3 separate regions of the Mus musculus genome follow, and all the other regions are linked to region 1. The links are chromatin contacts, called in public Hi-C and promoter capture Hi-C maps. All regions are on one chromosome and are shown on one strand. The core of a region is the stretch at or near the end of the contact, and the rest is flanking DNA. Distances in the headings are between cores, read along the strand shown.

Evidence for each region. Promoter capture Hi-C pulls out the DNA fragments that hold promoters and counts their contacts. Hi-C and Micro-C count contacts between places; a contact is called where the count stands out from the background.
Region 2: a contact with region 1 is called in a promoter capture Hi-C map of macrophages, with 6 read pairs. The contact joins the enhancer-like site here to the promoter of Cep83 in region 1. A contact is called at or near these places in 5 of 39 promoter capture datasets (the 3T3-L1 cell line, 3T3-L1-derived adipocytes, macrophages and 2 more), 1 of 484 Hi-C or Micro-C datasets (nephron progenitors), 12 of 115 datasets of contacts at active chromatin or transcription factors (the 230-238 cell line, acute myeloid leukemia, bone marrow-derived macrophages and 9 more) and 2 of 9 other capture datasets (adipose tissue and liver).
Region 3: a Hi-C map of Th1 cells shows a contact between it and region 1, with 1.7 times the contacts expected there. The contact joins the enhancer-like site here to the promoter of Cep83 in region 1. A contact is called at or near these places in 5 of 39 promoter capture datasets (frontonasal cranial neural crest, hematopoietic stem and progenitor cells, macrophages and 2 more), 3 of 484 Hi-C or Micro-C datasets (Sertoli cells, Th1 cells and natural killer cells), 2 of 115 datasets of contacts at active chromatin or transcription factors (the HPC-7 cell line and embryonic stem cells) and 2 of 9 other capture datasets (adipose tissue and liver).

The regions. Positions count from the first base shown.
Region 1 is chr10:94,687,191-94,690,190 of GRCm38.p6, reverse strand. It overlaps Cep83 (centrosomal protein 83), which reads right to left and starts at 1,401. Exons shown (of 16, transcript NM_029852.2): 1 at 1,145-1,401. It overlaps Cep83os (centrosomal protein 83, opposite strand), which reads left to right and starts at 1,578. Exons shown (of 3, transcript NR_015524.1): 1 at 1,578-1,958.
Region 2 is chr10:94,925,515-94,928,514 of GRCm38.p6, reverse strand. The region is part of intron 1 of Plxnc1 (plexin C1); the gene reads left to right. Among named protein-coding and RNA genes, the nearest start is that of Plxnc1, 18 kb to the left of the region's middle. Within about 2 kb of position 1,469, at least 14 of the 459 cell types and tissues checked have an H3K27ac peak or open chromatin away from gene starts, as enhancers often do. A contact at or near this core is called in macrophages, where this site is marked.
Region 3 is chr10:94,846,980-94,849,979 of GRCm38.p6, reverse strand. It overlaps Plxnc1 (plexin C1), which reads left to right. Exons shown (of 31, transcript NM_018797.3): 11 at 1-158; 12 at 2,366-2,465. Among named protein-coding and RNA genes, the nearest start is that of Plxnc1, 96 kb to the left of the region's middle. Within about 2 kb of position 1,464, at least 34 of the 459 cell types and tissues checked have an H3K27ac peak or open chromatin away from gene starts, as enhancers often do. A contact at or near this core is called in Sertoli cells, Th1 cells and hematopoietic stem and progenitor cells, where this site is marked.

The sequences.
Region 1 (3,000 bases), core at 152-2,651:
TTTACCATTCAAGTTATATCACTAAGGGTTCAACAAATGTAGACCAAGGCTACTGCTAAGCCAAGGCTTAAAAACTTGTACTGTTTCACAATCTCTCAAATGTATGTAACTCTAAATTGCTATAATCTTTTTATTTAAGAATATTATTAAATACAGATTGCATACTTTATCTCATTAGAAAAGAAATACTCAAAGAGAAATACCCAGCATACTCCGGAATATGTAACAACCAAAAAGAACTCAAATCCATTTACAACTCTCCATAGTCTTGTGTGACAACAAAAACAATCAAAGTGTTCTAATAATTCTAGATAAAATTTATTTGAAATCTGACTACAAAAGGCAACAAATGTAGCCACCTATAAACTAAAAGCATAAATCTGAAGAGCTCCAACTCGCTCCAAACTCAGATTAACAGGCCACATTTACTTATGTTCTAGTTGAATATTAGACTTGTTTACGGTGATGTTGCTTGGTAACAGAAGCACGGCTTTAACAACCTACTCGGTACTTTAAATCTCAGTTTAGTACTTTATACTAACAGCCTGAACATATTATGAATTCACTACATATTTAAAAAAAAATCATCAGAACAAATTTAGCCTGATCCTCAACATGTTCGAGAAGAAAGTGGTCTGATAATTAGAAGGTAAGCAAAGACTTAAAGACACTTAAATGCCCTCTAGGGCATTTTTAAAAAGCCAAGAGTCTTTTTATCATAGTCAGAAACTGGACTAAGAACTTGCCAAAGTACCAAGCCCAAAATACACTTCCCACAGTTCAGACCTTACCTCAGCAACATCCGCAAACCTCACTGCTATGACTACCTTTAAGGACAAGGAAAATGATGACAGCGTGGCTTTTCCCCCACCAATTAACCTAGAGGTGCTTTACACTAACCCCATGACTCCGCTGGCTACCGTGCCGCAGTGCACCAAAGAGCCCCGAAAGGAGTTTCACGTGCTTTAAAAAAGAAAAAGAAAAGAAAAACCTTGCATCCAGAACTCATCTCAGGGCCTGCCTTCCTAACACCGGCTAACACTGCTTCACCAGGAAACAAAACCCGGGTCCAAGGGCGGGCGCGGAGTGCCGCAGGCTTCCAAGCAGACGCCCAGCACGCCTAAAAAGAAGAGAGGTGACTTACCAAACTCACACACGGTCCCCGCTGCTCGCCCCAGCACAGCAGCCGCGCTCGCCACCGGGAGCCCCCGGCACAGCTCCAACCACCGCCACCCACTCCGCTCTGCTCTCCCAGGCATTGGGGCCGAGGGCTCGGGACGGTCCCACCGGCTGGGGTGTGGGGCCCGGAGCGGTCCAAGCGGCCGCTGCCGCCGCGGGGCTGGAGGCGAACCGAGGAGCCGGACGGTCCGCGAGGGCACCCACGCCTCGGGAAAGGTTGAGGTAGCCCGGGAAACTCGGAGGGCTGAGAGGGCGGCGGCTGCAAGGCCGGCTCCTCCTCCGCGGCCCGCCCTCCTCGGCCGACACGCCGCCCCCTCAGCCCGCCGTCCGCCACTCCCGAGCGGACCGCGCGCGTCCCGAGCCCCGGCGAGGCGCGAGGCAGGAAGTCCCGCCTCCCCGTCCTACGTCATCAGCACCGCGCGCCGCCCAAGGTCCGAGCCGTTGGTGAGAGGAGCGGGCTGACGGTTACGCGGGTAGCTGTTGCCGCTGTGGGGGAAAAAAAAAAGTGAGGATGCCACTCTGGGACGTCCCTGTGGGCCGCACCGAAGCCCGCGAGCCCGGGGAACGGCAGATGTCACCTCACGCCCGACTCCCGGTGGGCTGAGGGACTCTGTGCCCTTGTCACACTTCCTTCTCGGAGGGCTTGGACGGTGCTCTTCGCCGCCACCTCTGTTCCCGCCCGCCTTGTCATCGTGCCTGCTGGGCGGATTTTCCGGGCTCTGGCACCCAGTCAGCCTGTGAGTGCGGAGTCGCCCCCAGCTTGCCACCAGGGAAGTCAGGTCAGGACCTCCTTCCTGCCCCAGGCCCATCCTGTAGGCCCGCCTGCTCTTAGGGGTAATATAACAGGGTGGGCTCCTGGTCTCCAGGCTGCAAACTAAATTGACACTTGGTGACAGCTTTGATAATATTTGTGACCTAAAAGCTAAGGTAAATTAGGCTTTTCGCGTTTCAGGGTGGGCGATGGGAGAAACATGCATCCCGTCTATACCCATGCTTGCTGAGTGCCTCCATACTGTGGCCTTGGATCGCCACAGTGCATTATGAAGCACAGCTTATCTTCACCTCTCATGAACATGCAGGAGATGACTAGATCCGGGCTCTGGGTAGAGTGGTAACTGAGCTGTCACCATTTTTTCTAGAAATGAGGGTGCATACTATTATGGGTAGGTTATATAAAGGAGGTATGTGGGAGACACATTCACGATCAGAATAGAGAAAGCAGAAGTCCTGTGTGTGTGAGAGACATTGACAGTAACAATTTGCTGAACAGTCCTATATCAAGTGCCGCAGCATTTTTATAGATTATCTTAATCCCTAGTTCTGTAAATTCAATTAGGCGTTACGGATTCCCCAGATCCTGAAATCAAATCAAATCATTTGTAACCAGTGGAAATATCCGTTAAAAAAATAAAATAAATTAAATAAAATAGAATCACTGGAAAGTGAGGAGAAGACTGGAGAGATGACTAACAACTGAAGAAAAACTTTATTTCTCAGAGAAGAGTAAATGCTAGATGAACATTTAAACCGTTAAAAATAGGAGAAAATCCGCAGTGGTGAGATGTCTCAGTGTTTAGAAGTGCTTGCTGCTTTCCCAAAGGACCCATATTAAGGTCCCTGAAGCCAGGTCCTGCTGCTCAAATTGGCCTGTAACTACAGCTCTCAGGATCTGATGCCTTTGGCCTCTGAGAACATCTGCACCAACTCACATAAAGACACAGATTAGTATAAATAGCAATATTTTTAAATAGAAAATCAAGGTGTATATATTAATAACCATTTGTCTTAGTGAGGGTTTCTATTCCTGGACAAAACATCACG
Region 2 (3,000 bases), core at 220-2,719, 240 kb before region 1:
TCATAGCTTTTGGGGAATGATTTAAGTTGTCTTTTCAAAAACATTTAGCTGAAATTACCTAGAGGGAAGAAAAGAGATGGTATGAACCAGGAACATAAAACCCGAAGGAGGAAGTAGAATGGTCTTGGAGAGGGGGCTTTAGCAGCAGGTAGGATGAGGAAGTGGACGACTCAGGGCAGGAATAGAAGGACATGTGAAGTCTGTGCCTCTTTCAAGTGTCTTCTGCAGGGGAGCTATCCCCTGAGACATTGTCACACAGCTCTTCCCTCAGCCCCCTTCTGCATCAGCCTCCTGCACACCTTGGGTTCCTCCCATGACTCTGAATCCCTATGAAAATGTCCCCTTGGATGGCCCCATACATGTCATAAACTTAGCTGGAACCCAGTCGATGCTGTCTGTTCCAGAAGAACTGGAAGAACGTGACAACCTGAGCAGCTAATGAAGTCCCACTCTAACTTGAGTAAAAGGTTTGTTTGGTTTGTTTGGTTTGTTTTGTTTCCAGTTCTTTAGCTTGATGACGATGACTTCCTAATTATTGTCATGCACACGATGTCACTTGAGTCTCGCGGCAGTGCTGGAGCTAGGCGGGGCACGAGGTAGGGATGTGTCCATTGTACAATGTGGTGACCCGAAGAAACCCACTTGCCCAAATCAAGCAGACTGTCAGAGACTAGAAATTGGAATTCAGAGTCTTACTAACCGGGTCCCTGATGAATCACAAATAGCAAAGGATGGAGACCCTGTTTGAAAACAAGAGTAACCCAAGGGAACAGAATACAAGATGAACTGCCCAAGAGGGCATTTTATAAACCCGAGAAATTAATAAGCACCAGCTGCCATTCATTCGCCTTTGTCTTATAAGGAAAAACCAACCTCAGGAGTCTTCTTAGCACTGGGTTTGAGTAAAAAGCTCAACTCTCTCTCTCTCTCTCTCTCTCTCTCTCTCTCTCTCTCTCTCTCTCTTTCTCTCTCTCTCTCTCTCTCTCTCTCTCTCGGTCCCCAGCACTGGAGGCCCAGCTTTGTGGATATTTCCTGTGTGCCTTACTGCAGGAACTTCATTGGGTAGACCTTGTATGGCATCTTTGGTCACCTAGGAGGCAAAGCTGAGGCTGCCTTTTCATGTCCTAGAAATCATGACTGGTGCTCCCTTTGGACTTGTGCAGTGAACAGTGTGGACCACAGCTCTGGTGATCACTGCAGACAAAAATAGTATGACATGGCCATCAAACTACTAGATATGCTCACTACTCCTTATGTACTGGCCTGCATGCATGCACACACACGGGAACATGTCCATCAGCCCATGTCCTGTTCCCCACCCTCGATGGCCTGGTCCCAGGTTGCCATGTTGGGTCCAGACCTCTCAGTCTAATCATCATTTGAGAGAAGGGTGCTTTTTCCTCTGGCTGAGAGAAGTTTCCCCTCAGTGAGAGCTAAACTGTAAGCGTGCGAGTGGTTATGGTGAGACGCGGCAGGAAGGAGAAGTGGAGGGACAGCTCTGAGGGAACCGGGAAAACCCAGAGGGAGATGGGGCTTAGAGCTGAATCGAGATTGGATTTTGTCATGAAAGACAGAAGTGGCAAAAGCATCATTATGAGGCATTAACCTTGTTACACACAGACGAACAAGCAGAGGCAGGGACTCGGAGAGAAATTACACATAATAAACTAGGCAGAATGGGCTGAGAGCAACATTAGCAATTACACCCTAAGGGAAGAGAAGGGCAAAATAGAAGACAGGCCAGAGGCAGGAAGGAGTGAGAATAATTTCTGGACACAGGGGGCTGCTTGCACGATTTCCCCTCTTTTCTGCTTGACTCCCTAGGTATTAAGTTCCCGTTTGTGAGGAGGTTTCTCTGAGGCCCTCTTTCTTCTGTTTTTCCCTTTGCTAAAATGAGAGTAAGAAAAGCATTCTGAGGGTTCCTTTCTCCATTCACAGGGACCTGTCCATTTCTCTGTGTTTTTAGCACAAAAGAATCCATTTCCATTCATCCAGACCGGTCCTGGGAGCTTGCTGGGGGGTCTAAGCCTCTGCCCTCCTCTTTTCTCCCAGGCTCATAATTAGCCACAGAGTTCTGACTACTGCGAAGGGCCTCTTGGCTGGCCCACTGCTAGATCCAACAAGTTATGGTTGTTATTCCTTAAACAGTGATTTTCAGGAAATCCCATGGCAGCTACTGTGGTTAACTTAGTGAAAACTCTGTCCCCAAGAACCTAGGGCCCATTGTGTTTCTCCTGCGCTAATCTCCATGAGCTGGTTTTCGTCCTCCATCTTGGATTTAGTGGAAGCAAAATGTCTTCCTTTTTCTACGTGCATATCTTATGCCTCTTGTAACTGTATCCCAAGGGAGGGCATGAGAAAGATCCAACAGCTCACCTGCAGAGTTTTATCAGTGAGGAAACTATATAGCCAGGAACCCTTCCAGGGAGCTCCTTAAGTCTCACTGAGTAGCCCTGGGAATGGACAGCCATAGTTCTCTGTGAGATAGGAGGACAAATGCCTGGTAATGGTGACTGGAATCACCATTTGGTTGGACCAATTATGGCTTCTGTCTAGCTTGGGTTATTGTGATCTGAAGGAAATTTTAGAAGAACAGCTAGCTGTCTTGGGTGTGGTAGCAACTGTTTGCCTTTTTAAATAAGGTAGTGGCCACAAGTACAGCTTACTTGTGTGTAACTGTGTGTCAGGCATTTTACCAAACGAATTCATTTAGTCCTTATAAGAACTTAACAACTGTGAAGAAGAAATGTTATTACCAACCCTTCCACGATATAGAGCAGTAGTTCTCAACCTTCCTAATGCTATGACCCTTTTATTACACTGCTTCATGTACTGGTGACTGCCAACCACAAAAGTATTTAGTTGGTACTTCATAACTGTAATTCTGCTACTCTTATGAATCGTAAAATATCTGATATATGATTCCCCATCCCCACCCCTGTTGAGAACCACTTGTTATAGGGCTGAAACAATACATTTAAAGTCCCTTAGCTAGACAAT
Region 3 (3,000 bases), core at 215-2,714, 160 kb before region 1:
AATGACACGCATATGAAATTCTCACTTCCATCAAGCCGCAAAGAAATGAAAGACGTTTGCATCCAGTTTGACGGTGGGACCTGCTCGTCTGCAGGGGCTCTGTCCTACATTGCTCTGCCACATTGTTCCCTGATAGTTCCTGCCACCACCTGGATCAGGTACTGTCTGGATCCACAGAGGGCTTCTCTTCTTCCGGTGAAGGGTGATGTACATAAGATCATGGCGATGGTAGTTGCACCTAAATTTTCCTCTTGGTGTTCCTCCTAGGAATTATTTCTAGAAAACTGCTCCTGTCTGACCACAAGGACTGTGAGCATAGCCTGTTTTTATTTCACCATGGCTACTAGGAAACTCACAGCTCAAACGTTTTGTTCAACCACAATGACTGTTCTTAGCCCAGGTTGCTGTGGCCTTCTGTGTCACCTGCCTTCCCCATTCGTGATGTAAGACTCCCCACTCACAGGTTTCACTTGCTAACTTTTAGACTCAGCTGCTTTGAATGCTTTGGGGGAAATACTGGAGCCTGCGTGGAGCCTCTACATTTCAAAGGTCCTGTTTGAGGGTTAAAAAACTCCAAAATAAACTCTTTGAGATGAATACAATATATTAATGGGGAAAAATGTCTCTCTCTAGTCAAATTTAAATTCACATTTAGGTTCTGGTGTATAACCCCAACGAGATTTTCTTCATCTCACACGAAGTTAACTTTTCACGTACCTTTCGAGATAAAACCACAGACAAAGCAATGAGGGAAAATAAATTGGAAGGAAAAAGAGACAAAACATCTCCTGTACTCTTACTTGAGATGACCTTGGGAAGCAGCTGGGTTTGCTCAACTGTGATAATAGAAGTCAGACCGGACAGCTTAGACAGCCGAAATGGGAGTTCCTCCAGGTTGTACGTCTCCGAGGTGGGAGGAAGTTTAGCCCCTTGCAAGGCAGCGTCTTGCAGAGTTTTCAGGCAGCTGTCTCTCCCCTGTCCCTCCATCTAAGACTGTGCCCTAAGCTTTTTCAGAATGCCATCAGTCACTCCAGTGAATGCCCTGAATTTCCATTACCTCTTTAATGACCTTAATCTCAGGTATGGTTTAGTGGTAAAATACTGCCTAGCATTTGCCTATTCCCCACCTCCACCCCCAATCTCTCTATCTTCAGCCTTCTTCTGAGTCAGGGCTTCCCCATGCAAACTTTGCAGCCCATTGGAGTGGCATAGGGAAGACTGAGATTTCAAAAGCAAGGCTCTTACCTGCAACCCTCCGCTCTGAGATTAAGTATGCCCTATGTATAAGTAGTAACCCGGATGTGGCACTCACCACATAGTCATGGTATAGCTGCTGACCTGGTTAAACCTTACAAAAACTCTGAGAACCCAACGGTGGGTTGTCCCTTTGGCAGGGGTGAACCAAGGCACGGCTGCAGTTCAAGCAATATACGTAGCTCCCTGAGAGCTGGGCCCAGGATGCGTGGTTTCTACCACAATACTCTGCTTCCTCCTCATCAAATGGCTGCCTGTCACCATGATTGTGCTGAGCCCCTGAGTCTCAGTGCTCCTCATCCTTGAGCAAGAAGGAGGAGGTGCCACCATCTGGAATCAGGAGAAGATGTTTGGGTTGGTTTTCTTAAAATTGAGGCAGATTGTCAAGTGGCCATACAGTGTCTGGGGTGGACCTGCCACCCCAGAACAAGTGTCTGGTGACCCATGAGAATAACCAGAGCTGTAGGCAGCTGTTTCTTTCACACTGGGTGACCACTCCGATGTTATCTGGTGACACCTTGAGACTAGGTGAAATCACTGTTTGGTTTTGGTGAGATTTGTGTACCTTCCCCGTACACTGAAATCCCATATCTTAAACAAGAATACAAACTTCTAAGGTCACTCGCCATTTTAGCTTGTCCACCTATCGTGTGTTCCCTGTTTCCCTCTAAATAAATAAACTATAAATAAAATATAATTGGTGGGTTAGAGGGTTTGGTCGTGGAAATTGTGAGAGCGGGTCATCTTCTCATAGATTAAACTGTAATCAAATGAGATTTTTGTCCCGTGAAATGCTTCCAAGGTACAGCAGATGATCTGGTTATGTGTGGCGAAAGACCACAAGAAAGCTCCGATTCTATTAAAGAATTTGGGCACTTTCCCAGAACTGAAACGGGGCTGACCTGTATTTTTTTATATGTATGTCTTAGAAACCATGAGTCTGCAGCCAGTACCATTTAAAGACTTCTAAAATTATCAACGTCTTTTAAATTGAAATTGGTTCCTTGTCTCCCAAATATGACCGAGCTTAACATTAATTGTGAATCAGTTAATAGTTTAGTTTGAAATCGTGAACGCCGGTGGCTCACCCTTGCCCTTCGATCCCTTGCAGCGGTGGGCAAAACATAACCATCATGGGCAGAAATTTTGACGTCATCGACAACCTCATCATTTCACACGAGCTGAAGGGAAACGCAAATGTGAACATAAATGTAAGTTATACTAAACTGGGGGGGGGGGGGGCTGGAGGAAGGGTATGTTTCATTTCTACGACTTCGGCATTATAAACTTTTGCTTTCATGTGATCTATACTGTCTCTGCTGTGACGGAAAGATCTCATTCTTGGAGTTATTTGGGGTTGCCGCATAGAGGAACCAGAAAAGAATTTCATGTGTTAAGACCTGCCACGTTCTCCTCGTGCGACGCATGTAGCACGTTGCTTTAATCAGATAACACTTCTGAATAGGTGTGAAAGTCGTTGTGGATGGTTGGGGTGCTATGTACAGAGCCTGTGACAAGTATGTGGTCCAACAGCACCAAGGGAGGTCGGGGACCTGCTGAAGTAACATTCCTTCTCTTGTCATTGTCTCTTGGTCCTGTGGCCACTGTCTTCCGCCCCTCCCCCACTATGCTTCCCCATCCCCAGACTGTGGGAATTGTCTGGTCCCCCTAAGGGTTTAGTTCTCTGAGAAGAGCCTTGACGTTCTCACAGGAACCTTCAGGGTGAAGCCATGGGTGTCTGTGAGG